Linked DNA regions of Mus musculus: region 2 is linked to region 1. A link is a contact called in public promoter capture Hi-C data. All regions are on one chromosome and are shown on one strand. Each heading gives the region's core, a stretch centred on a gene start, on an enhancer-like site or on the middle of the called end of the contact. The rest is flanking DNA. Distances are from core to core; before and after follow the strand shown. Region 1 overlaps Mrpl14 (mitochondrial ribosomal protein L14). Region 2 overlaps Ttbk1 (tau tubulin kinase 1).

Region 1 (5,000 bases), core at 944-3,443:
CTTGGTGGAGTGACAAGCAGTAGTACCATTTCGGATTTCATTTCTACACCTGCAAAATGATGCAAGTCCTGGCTGGGCCAGCCTCCTTCAGGCAAGTGCCTGGTCTTTGTTTTTCTGTTTCCAATGGCTCCAAAGGAATGAAATCATCAAAGACAGTGCTCTGGCGAGGATACTTTGAGAATTGCAACATGTTGTGTGAGATTAAACTATATACACAAAATAAACTGAAAGAGAATGAGGGAGGGGGGAACAATAACAAGTGTTTAAGCAACCAATAGGCGTATTTGTTGGGTCAAAATGAAGGGAAGGGTTCATGTGGGAGGATGGTGGTCTTCAAAGTGGCCAGGCCTTTGCTTTTTGCTGTTAATTTGATGTATTTGTTTGATTTTGGAGACAGAGTCTCACTCTGTAAGATGAAGCTGGTTTAGAATTCCCAGGCTAAAGGTGACTCTCCTCTGCATCCTTGCTCCAGAGTGCGGGCGTAGACGGTGTGTGCCCAGCCGACCTGGCTTGGAAACAATGTATAGGTCTTTGATGCTCCTTGTACTGCTGAATTGTGTAGCGAGACACTTTGCTGGTTACTTTGTAACTGAAATTCAAAACCCGAGTGATACCTGCAAAAGATGGCTCAGCTAGGCAGCAACAGTCTTAGCAACATTCTTACACACAAGTGTGAGAACCTGAGTCTGCTCCCCAGAACCAGTAAAGGTGGAAGGAGAGCTCTGACTCCACAGTTGCCCTCTACATGACGTACACACAATAATAAATAAATAAATATCCTCAGGTAACGGTGCTCTCCCCCCGCCCCCTCCCAAAGCATAGCAAGCATAGGTGCTTCCTTGATTGTTCTTCTAGCCGTAGGTATGAAAAGTAGCAAAAATCCACTGGACCTAACAAAAAAGAACCCTCTAAAGTAGTGGTTCTCAACTTTCCTAATGCTGTGACCCTCATATTGTGGTGATCCCCCCCAACCATAAAATTATTTTTATTGCTACTTCATAACTGTAGTTTTGCTACTGTTATGAATTGTAATGTAAATATCTGTGTCTTCTCATGGTCTTAGGCAACCCTATGAAAAAAATTGTTTGGCCCCAGAGAGGTCATGACCCATAGGTTGAAAACTACTTCTCTAAGACATCAGAGATGTCTTAGAGATGCATGAAAATGTCAAGCCAGGCATGGTGGTTCACGCCTTTAATACCAACACTCAGGAGACAGAAGCAGGGGGATCTCTGAGTTCGAGGCCAGCCTTGTCTACAGAGCAGGTTCCTGGACAGTCAAGGCTACACAGAGAAACCCTGTCTTGAAAAAAAACAAACGAGAGAGAAAGAAGTCAAGACAAACACACATGGACACTCTGGGCTCTGTTTGACAGTCCCTTAGCTGTAGCCATGTGTCAATAGCTGCTCTCTACCCTAGAGCACTAACAAAGCAGGGCAGGTAGTGGTCTCTGCCCCATGGAGCGTGCATCCCAGTGGGATAGGTATGGATGAGCCTAGTGCACACCTCGCACTGTGAAATCCCTGTGTTTCTGCTGCATAATGGAATTTAACCAAGATGGGAAAGGGGCATGCTTCTCATGGATGAGGTCATCTCTACCCTGCCCTTTGAGTCACACTCTGAAATGGGAAGAGAATACTCCGAGTTGACCAGGAAGTCACAGGAAAGGCCACCTCCGCACTGGAATCTTCCCAGTAACCTGGCTCTGTCTAAATGACTGTCATAGAAGAAATAGTGAGGACCATCTGGGCAAACAAGGCTTAGAGAGACAGCATTCTGTGTGCCAGAGTATTCCAAGCCTCAGAGCCTGTCTACAGGATGAACTCTTGCTAGCAGAGAACACAAAGGCCTGTTAAGAGTTTCTCTGACGTCCCTTGCTGTCCCATAGCACACCCCTCCCCATCCGAAGCGGTTATTTAGTGATGGGAAGTGTTCACACTACACTGGGTCATACTTCCAGGGCCTTACAGACAAAGCACTAGCACCATCTTGGCTCCAGGGGACCCTTAGAGGGGTTGGTTCCCTATGAAGTCCCTGTGTCTCATCAGTGTGTGTGGGGGCACCTAACTTATTTACTGCTCTCCTACTGTTTTTTCGGGACCTGAGCTATTTTCCCAGTGTGGGAGAAGCAGGAGAGTGTCTGCGACTGTGCCTTCAGGTCACAGCAGTGCATACTGTTGTCTCTTCACTGCTAAGTCTGCTGCGGTTGAGGTCAGAGGTCACACTCAGTACCAGATACCTTAGAAACTGAAAGTGATCATGGACTTTTTTCCTTAGAAACTTGAAGCTGAGCAGTGGTGACACACACCTTTAATCCCAGTGCTCGGAGGCAGAGACAGGCCGGCCTGATCTCTGTGAGTTCTAGGATAGCCAGGGCTACATAGAGAAACCCTGTCACACACAAAAAGTTGAAGACTTCTCTGTAGGAATGGCCCCTGTGCTCAAGAGTGGGCACAAAGTTCTGCCTTTCTAGTACCTTGGCCATTTGAGGTGTCCTACGTTTCTGAATTTGGGGTAGTAAGTTGCAAGGAGTCTAAGAGCCCAGTGCAGAGGTGAAGTTCCTGTGACCCCAGGATCAATAATGTGGCCTACGTTCGATTCATCTTGAATTGCCAGGGAGTCGCTTTCGTCTGGGAGTGGGCCTGAGGGCTTGCTGGCATTGGAGGGCACCGCTTGGTTGGGGTTTGAGGCACAACCTGGCTGCCCATCAGAGATGTGGTGGGTTGTACCCTCTTTTAGTTCTACATAGAGCATGAGTCCTTTTGCTCCCTGTACCACAGATTATCTTTAGATCCTAGATGGGGGCTGGGAAGTCGCTGAGTGCTCTCCAGACACAGTCAAGGTACTGGGTGGATTCCCAGCACAGTACACAGCTGAGCCTTAGGTCAGACTGAAAGGGGGCCTCCTCACCTGGTATTTCAAGCCCTTCAGCAGGCAGTGAGGCGCCTATGATCCAAGTGAACTTGTAATGTCAGTGTTGTTTTGGTTTTTGAGGTCTATCTGTGGTCTCTTGGCTGTCCTGGAACTTGATATGTACACCAGGCCGGCCTCAAACTCTGCCTGGGCTTCCTGAGTACTGGGGTCGTGTGCCACACCTGGAAAATGTCAGTGTTCTTGATGGAACTAGAGTTTGTTAAGAGTTGTAGAGAAATAATATTTACGGCTGCCATGTTTACTTTCGCTTGAGTAAGTGTGGCGACGGTTCAGGAAGCCGGTTACTGTGGTTCAAATTGTCACCCACCCCTGTGTCACCTTGGTCAACTTATCCTCTGGTGGCTGTGGGGGGGGGGGAGAGGTCAGTAATGGTATGCACTGCACAGTAGTGTTTGTGAGTTAAATGAGATGCCAGTGCACAGCATTTAGCCTAGTATGTGGCGTGATATAACTGCCTCAGCAAAGGTTCAAAAAGCAGAGAGACCCGACAATTCAAAGCCTGGGGGTGCAGAGGTCCTAAGGCTCATTGTGGGGCTCTATGGAGATCACTAAAAGTCTCTGTACCTCAGTTTCCTCTTCTATGAAATGAGAAGGGAAGAAGAGAGCTGATAGGTATGCAGTGGGTGAGCAGCCTGGGCTGCGTCCTCTGCGTCGCTCATGCCTGCGATCACAGCTAGAGGACTTGCACAGGTCCTTAGTCAAGCTGGGCTCATCTGTCCAGCGCTCCGATTGCCCGGGTTGGCTGCTGTATTCGTCGGGTTGTTTTCTGATTGTAGAGTAGCACAGCACTTCACGGGTGTTCCGAGGAGAACACTGAGGTGCTGGGATGTGCGGAGGCACCAAGTGACTGGCGTTTGTGGAATGTTCCCATATGGAAGTGAGTGGTGAATTCTCCCGCCACCTTTATTAAATAGTCTTATCTGTGGCGCCTTGAAGCCTCACTAAGCAAAGCTGTGTGCAAATACTCCAGTGCACAGACATGGCTCTGCAGGGCTCTCCAGTGGTGCCCACTGCAGCTAGGCGCCTGGATGGAAGAGCTGGCCTGCTGGCAGCTGGGATCCCCGCCTGGGTGGTATCCCTCACCATGCTTCATGCCCTGCAGGACCTTTCAGCGCGTGCGTGTGTGTGTGTGTGTGTGTGTGTGTGTGTGTGTATAGTGTAAGCTTGTGCTAGAAAGCAACAGAGCCAAGTTCCTTGAGCTGGACTCCTGACTCGTAGATGCTATAGCTGTCTTTCCTGTCTGTGGATGTTTTTCCATGCTGTGGGGGAGACTCACCCAAATATAGACTTTGGTCAGTGCCTTGGCAAGGGTGGCTTTGGCCCTACTTTGCCGACCTTGGGCTCTACAGGTGTCCTGGCATTCGTATTTGGGGGAAGGGTGATACGTGACAGGCAGCTTAGGAAGCAGCTCAGATCGGCAACATTTTCACCCCACTTCAGCACTAGGGGCTGAACCCAGGGTGTGTGCTAGCACCCTACCACTGAGCTATATTCCCAACCCTTTAAGAAATGATTTTTGTTTTATGCACACTAGTGTTTACCTACATATGTACCTGGTGCCAAGGAGGCCAGAAGGTCCTCTGCAAGGACAGCTAGTGCCCTTACCACTGAGCCATCTCTCCAGCTCCATGTTCTGTTTTGTCTTTACTAATTTCTTTGAGTCAGGGTCTCATGTAGCCCAGGCTGGCCTGGAACTCACCGGGTCTTGAGCTCTTCACTCTCCAGCTTCGGCCTTTTACAAGCTAGGATTCCGGGTATGGGCCACCATCGCTGGTTTAATAGTTTTTTTTTTTTTTTTTTTTTTTTTGAGACAGGGTTTCTCTGTGTAGCCCTGGCTGTCCTGAAACTCACTCTGTAGACCAGGCTGGCCTCAAACTCAGAGATTCGCCTGCCTCTGGCTCCCTGGTGCTAGGATTAAAGGCCTGCACCACCACCGCCCCGGCGGTTTAATAGTTTTTAATACATGAGCTCACTCTCTAGTCCGGCCAGGTGTGGAATGTGGATCCTCCAACTCAGAATAGTTGGGATTACAGACCTGTGCCTCCAGGCTTGGCTAATCTGCTTTC
Region 2 (5,000 bases), core at 1,215-3,714, 780 kb after region 1:
TTCCTGCCCCTACCTCCTAAGTACTGGAATCGCAGTGCACATACCAATATGTCTAGTTTTACGAGGCACTAGGAATGGAGCCCAGGGCTTTTTGCATACATTCCTCCCCAGAGCCTTCCCTGACTGGGCATGGTGGGCTGACCATCAGCCCTGGCCCTCTCTGATTTTGCTCACCTCTCTCTAGGGCCTCTTCCATGTTCTGATCCTCCTGGGTTAGGATTAAGGACCTCCCCCCCACCACCCCGCTTTTCTCTCAGCCTCTATGTGTGAGCATTTCCTAGCTTCTACCCCAACTCGTGAGTCTTCCCACCCTGCAGGGGTCTCTGAAGTGACATCACTTACTCTCACATTCCCTACAGGTCAGGTGAGATCTCTCTTCAGAGCAGTGGATACATACAACGTAGTCACCCTCACATATCAAGAGGTCATTATGTCCAATCTGCATCCATGTGCAAGGCTCCAAAGCCACTCAGCTATGGTATCGCTGCCATCTAGAGCCCCAGGCATAAGATGCTGGCCACCCCGGCCCACCCTCTGTTTCAGCCCTTCTGTCCTCCGGCTACCTCAACTCAGGTCACAGTCTGCTTCCTGGCCCCGGCCACCAGGGAGCTCCTGCTGATGCCTCATAGGAGACCTCCATGCTTCTCACCTTTTACCCTTTTAATACATTTTCTACCAAGCAGCCCAAGGGATCGCCCAAAGGTCTCAAAGCCACCACAGTGACACACTCCTACTTAAAAGCCATCAGTGGGTTACCAAGCCATCAGAATCAAGTCCCAACCCTTCAGTGTGGAGTCCAGGCTTCTGCGACAGCCCCAGGACCCGCTTCACAGCCTTATCTTCTTAAATCAATACTGTGCTAAAGTATCACCACTGGGCTCTGAACACACTATCCCCAGGGCACAAAATGCCTTTCTTCCGCCTTGTCACCTAGCTGAGTTACTCACAAGACCTTACCCACAGCTTAGGTCTCATCTATCCCCACATATTCTGTGGGGCCTTTACACCTGTCTGTCTCCAACATGGCCTGTCACTGCTGGGTTCCTAGGCCAGAAGGGCCCACCTCAACGTAGAACACAGCAGGCCTGCTGGCAGAACTCTAGGGATCTCTGGGTAGGGAGGTAATGTACAAGTCCAGTCTTACCTGTCTCTGAGGGCCCGTGGGATCTGACTCTCTCCGTCGAGGTCGGGGTCCCGAGTGCAAGGGAGAGTGGGAAGGGCTGCCAGGCGTGGGTGGCTGTGATGTCTCTGACCGGCCATCAGCCTGGCTCAACTGAGGTGGTGCAGGCTGGGGCAGCATCTGCCGTGGGTCCTCCTCTGTCAGCGTGTGCATACCACGTCCACGCGGCCTGACAGTGGGCTCTGTCCCCAGTCGCCTCCTTTCCTCGCCCTCCTCGGGCAGGGGCCGCAGCTCCTCGGGCTCTTCATCAGTGGTGCCTGATGTGCTAGGCTCAGCCCCGGGAGGGAAGTCCTTGAGCTCCGTCTCCTTGTCAATAATGACCCACTCCTTGCTGTCAAAGTCTTCCTCCTCAGCCAGTGGCACTGAGCGGAAGGCGTTGCTCAGGGCCTCCTGCTCCACAGAGGCAGAGACGTCCATGCGGCCACTGGCCTGCCTGTCAGCATGGCCCGTGTCCACTGACAGCATCTGAGCTGGTTGTGAGGAGCAGGCCTGGCGGGAGGGGGAGCCAGGCAGATCCATCCGTGACCTGCAAGAGCCACCCACATGGAGTTCAGTGTGGGGGGCCTCTGAAGCCCCAGGGACATCAGGCCAGCAGCGGCAGGGTAGTGTGTGACTCCTTCAACATCACCTACTAGAAACACTTCCCTTTATATCTCCCCTTACCATGGATTTCTTCAACCAATGTTCCTTAACACTTACCGTAGTCCAGGAACAAGAGCGTGCAGAAAATGAGCTTGTCCCTCTCGGAGCCTCTGGGCTATCCCAGGGAATCTAGTCTTTCTAACACCCGTCGGGTACTCACTCCATCTGCAGCTCCCTCCTGCTGCATCCGGGGCAAAGACACCAGCTGGTTCTTGAGTGTACAGATGGCTTCCAGCTCCACCACTGACACCTCCAGTCCTGCCCAGCTGGCGCTCCATAACCCCGGGCAGGCAAGGCTTTGTCAGTCCCTAGGTGGAAGCCAAAGTCTGCTCTCCTTAGCTTGCACCCAGGGCCTCTCAACCTGATGTTTTCCCTTTTCCCTACACAGGTCTCTTTCAGGACGTTTTCATCAACTGTCCACCCCACAGCCTGCACCTTCACCTTTTGCTCCCTGAACTTTGCCCTGACATACTTCCTGGAGCGAGCCCTCCCCTTCCTGCATGGACAGTTACTCGTCCCCACGAGGCACCCTGAGCCCCCACCAGACCATGGACCTCAGATCTGTCTTGCATTCCTATAGACTGTGATCTCCTCTTCCAGGCAGGGCCTGGCTTCCTCTAACCTTTAACCTCAGGGCACAGATCCTGCAGGGGACATCTGTTACTACCTTGAACTATGCCTGTGACTTTCACATGACACCCAAATCTCTGCTTCCAAGGTGAGCGTGCTTCTTGCACAATGTAGCTGGTGTGTGTGTGTGTGTGCGTGTGTGTAAAGGAAGATGCTACATATGGGGACAGCATTGGCTCCTGAACCCCAGAATACCAGGAAAACCAGCAGGCCTAACTCATCTGCGACCTGTAACCCATCTCCCATTTGGCTACAGGCAAGGGGCTGACTGGTGCTCGGTGAGAGTGACTCAGTTGCAGAGGGGAGATATGTAGAGAGGAACTTCCTGTCAGCCTTTCTCAAAAGACCCTGCCCAGCCTGCATGGCAACTGTCTAAGCTCTCCTTTTACACCACATTTGTATCGATTTGTTAGTGAGGCTTGAAATAAAACACCGTTGACAGAGGCCGCCCTGCGACTCCCTGGAAATGGCTGGTCCCGTTTCGTTTCCCAGGGGTACACCTTGTTCTGAGGGACATAAAGGACAGAAGGGAACAAAGCAGGAGTGGACTCTGCCAACACATGTCCCTGTGTGTGTAGGTGACAGAGAGCTGGGCCACCCCAGCCTTGTCTGCTCCATACTTTTTGTGCTCCATGTGCCACCACGTGCCATCCTACCCCCTTTCCCTGTCTGCGACATCCTGAGCCTGCTGTAGCGGAAACCCTCTTCAGCCCACCCCTTTCTGCCATTCCTGAAGTGGTGTTGCCTGTGAGCCAAACTGACCCGTTCAGTGTTACTTCTAAGAGGGCAGCTCTTCAAAACTGTCTTGCTCAGAACACTTGCCCCTTTGGTCTCCAGTCATCCCTTCCTTGCTTCTCCATGTCCAGAACCCTTTGTACCGAGGGACTCCATGCTGCGTGGGTGAAGATGAGGTCCCTTGTGCCTGGCAGGACAGCCCAGGTGAGTGCAAGCTGTCATACACTCAGGGACACAGACTTGTCTTGGTTTTGTCCACACAGCCCCCAGCCCCCAGCCCCTGCAAACTGGCACTGTTTTCAATCTGGCACTCCGGACAGTTTAGGGTGGAGTCTGGGGGAGGGGCCGTGGCTGATGTAGGTCATTAGGCAAGACACTGAGAGGATATCAAAAAGGATGCCCTCTTCCTGCAGGGTCGAGAGAGCATCTTCTCTACTTCCTAGTTTACCAAAGCCCTGGTCTACTGTGGAGCAAAGTTCTTCAGAGGCTAAGGGAAATCAAGGACATTTCATCTTCCAGGTGACCCCTTACCTGGTGTCCCACCCACCCTAGTGTGACTTGATCCACCCCTGCCAGCTCCACCGAACCCTTGGCCAACTTTATCCTCCTCCCACCAATTAAGGGCTAATTCCCTCTCAGCCTGCCTCTCACCAGCCAGGTTGCTTCTGGGTCCCTCTGGCTCTCAATTCATATCATGTCCCTTAGAACCCCCAAAACTTAGCCCACCAGCAGTTCCTCAAACCCCTCTCTCAGGCTCTCTGACTGCGGGTGGCCAAAGCAAGCCCACCTCTGTTGCTCTCCAGGCATCTGTGAATTGTTATCTAGGACCATCTTCTGGGTCCAGAAACTGACCTGTCCCATTCTTTCCTCTCTGCAAGCCCACCATAGGCCACACCTGACTCCAATCTGTGGGCCTGACCCTCACCTCACTTTTTAGGTGCCCTCTAAGCCACATGGGTGACCTGACCTTTCGCAGAGCAGCCATGCTGATGAAGGCAGGTGGGGCCAGGCTTTTGACACGCCACCCTGAACCCCTGTACACAAACTCACCTCCTCTCCTGCAGCTCTACCCGACCATCAGCAGCTGTAGACAGCCTCTCCGACTCTGGGCTGTTGACCCTCCGGTAGCATAGAGACCGCACTGGGGTTGTTGGGGAGTCTGGGGGGGCACGCACTGGGGAACTGGGGACCCCTACTCCTCGACTCTGCTCTTCCTCCACACAGGGGGTCTGCAGAAGAGGGGGTGCTGTGAGTTAGGGTGGACAGGCTAGCTGTGGGTGCTGTGAGTTAGGGTGGACAGGTTGGCTGTGGGTGAGAGGCATGGGGTGGGGGTTGGGGGTGGGTAGGGCCCAGGGCTGGGAACCCAGGTGGGGAAGGCTGCCCATACCCTTCTGCCTAGATGCACTTACTTTGCCAATGTTGATGCGCAGTTTGTTGCGGTTGACATCTGTCTCCTCCCACACTTCAGCCTCAGGACCCCCAGGGTGGGGAACAAGATGGGGACCAGGGCCCAAGCCCTCTGGAGGCCTCCCGGGCAGGATTGGGGGTGCGTTCTCCTGGTCACTCAGGTGCTCTCCCTGCAGTACGTCCTCAGTGTTCTCACGAAGCAGGTCCCCAGGCACCGGTGTCACATTGACCACTCTGGGGAGGCAGGGAAAGTCATGGGAAAGGCTTGCAGGGGTTAGGGTTAGGGAACCCACCTGGGAGGCCTCCTTCCTCCCCATCTCCTTTACTCTCTGCCAGCACAAGCCCTGGGGACCATCTCCAGAGTAGCCAGAGAAGAGGCCCATTGCCATCCCTGCCTACAAGGCCT

The links. Capture Hi-C pulls out chosen DNA fragments and counts their contacts.
Region 2: a contact with region 1 is called in a promoter capture Hi-C map of liver, with 4 times the contacts expected there. The contact joins two enhancer-like sites. A contact is called at or near these places in 2 of 115 datasets of contacts at active chromatin or transcription factors (T-cell acute lymphoblastic leukemia and large pre-B cells) and 2 of 9 other capture datasets (embryonic stem cells and liver).

What each region holds. Positions count from the first base shown.
Region 1 is chr17:45,690,133-45,695,132 of GRCm38.p6, forward strand. The region is part of intron 1 of Mrpl14 (mitochondrial ribosomal protein L14); the gene reads left to right. Among named protein-coding and RNA genes, the nearest start is that of Mrpl14, 6.3 kb to the left of the region's middle. Within about 2 kb of position 2,194, at least 34 of the 459 cell types and tissues checked have an H3K27ac peak or open chromatin away from gene starts, as enhancers often do. A contact at or near this core is called in liver, where this site is marked.
Region 2 is chr17:46,465,982-46,470,981 of GRCm38.p6, forward strand. Ttbk1 (tau tubulin kinase 1) reads right to left here. Exons shown (of 15, transcript NM_001162864.1): 11 at 4,597-4,828; 12 at 4,238-4,416; 13 at 1,145-1,706. Among named protein-coding and RNA genes, the nearest start is that of Ttbk1, 19 kb to the right of the region's middle. Within about 2 kb of position 2,465, at least 8 of the 459 cell types and tissues checked have an H3K27ac peak or open chromatin away from gene starts, as enhancers often do. A contact at or near this core is called in liver, where this site is marked.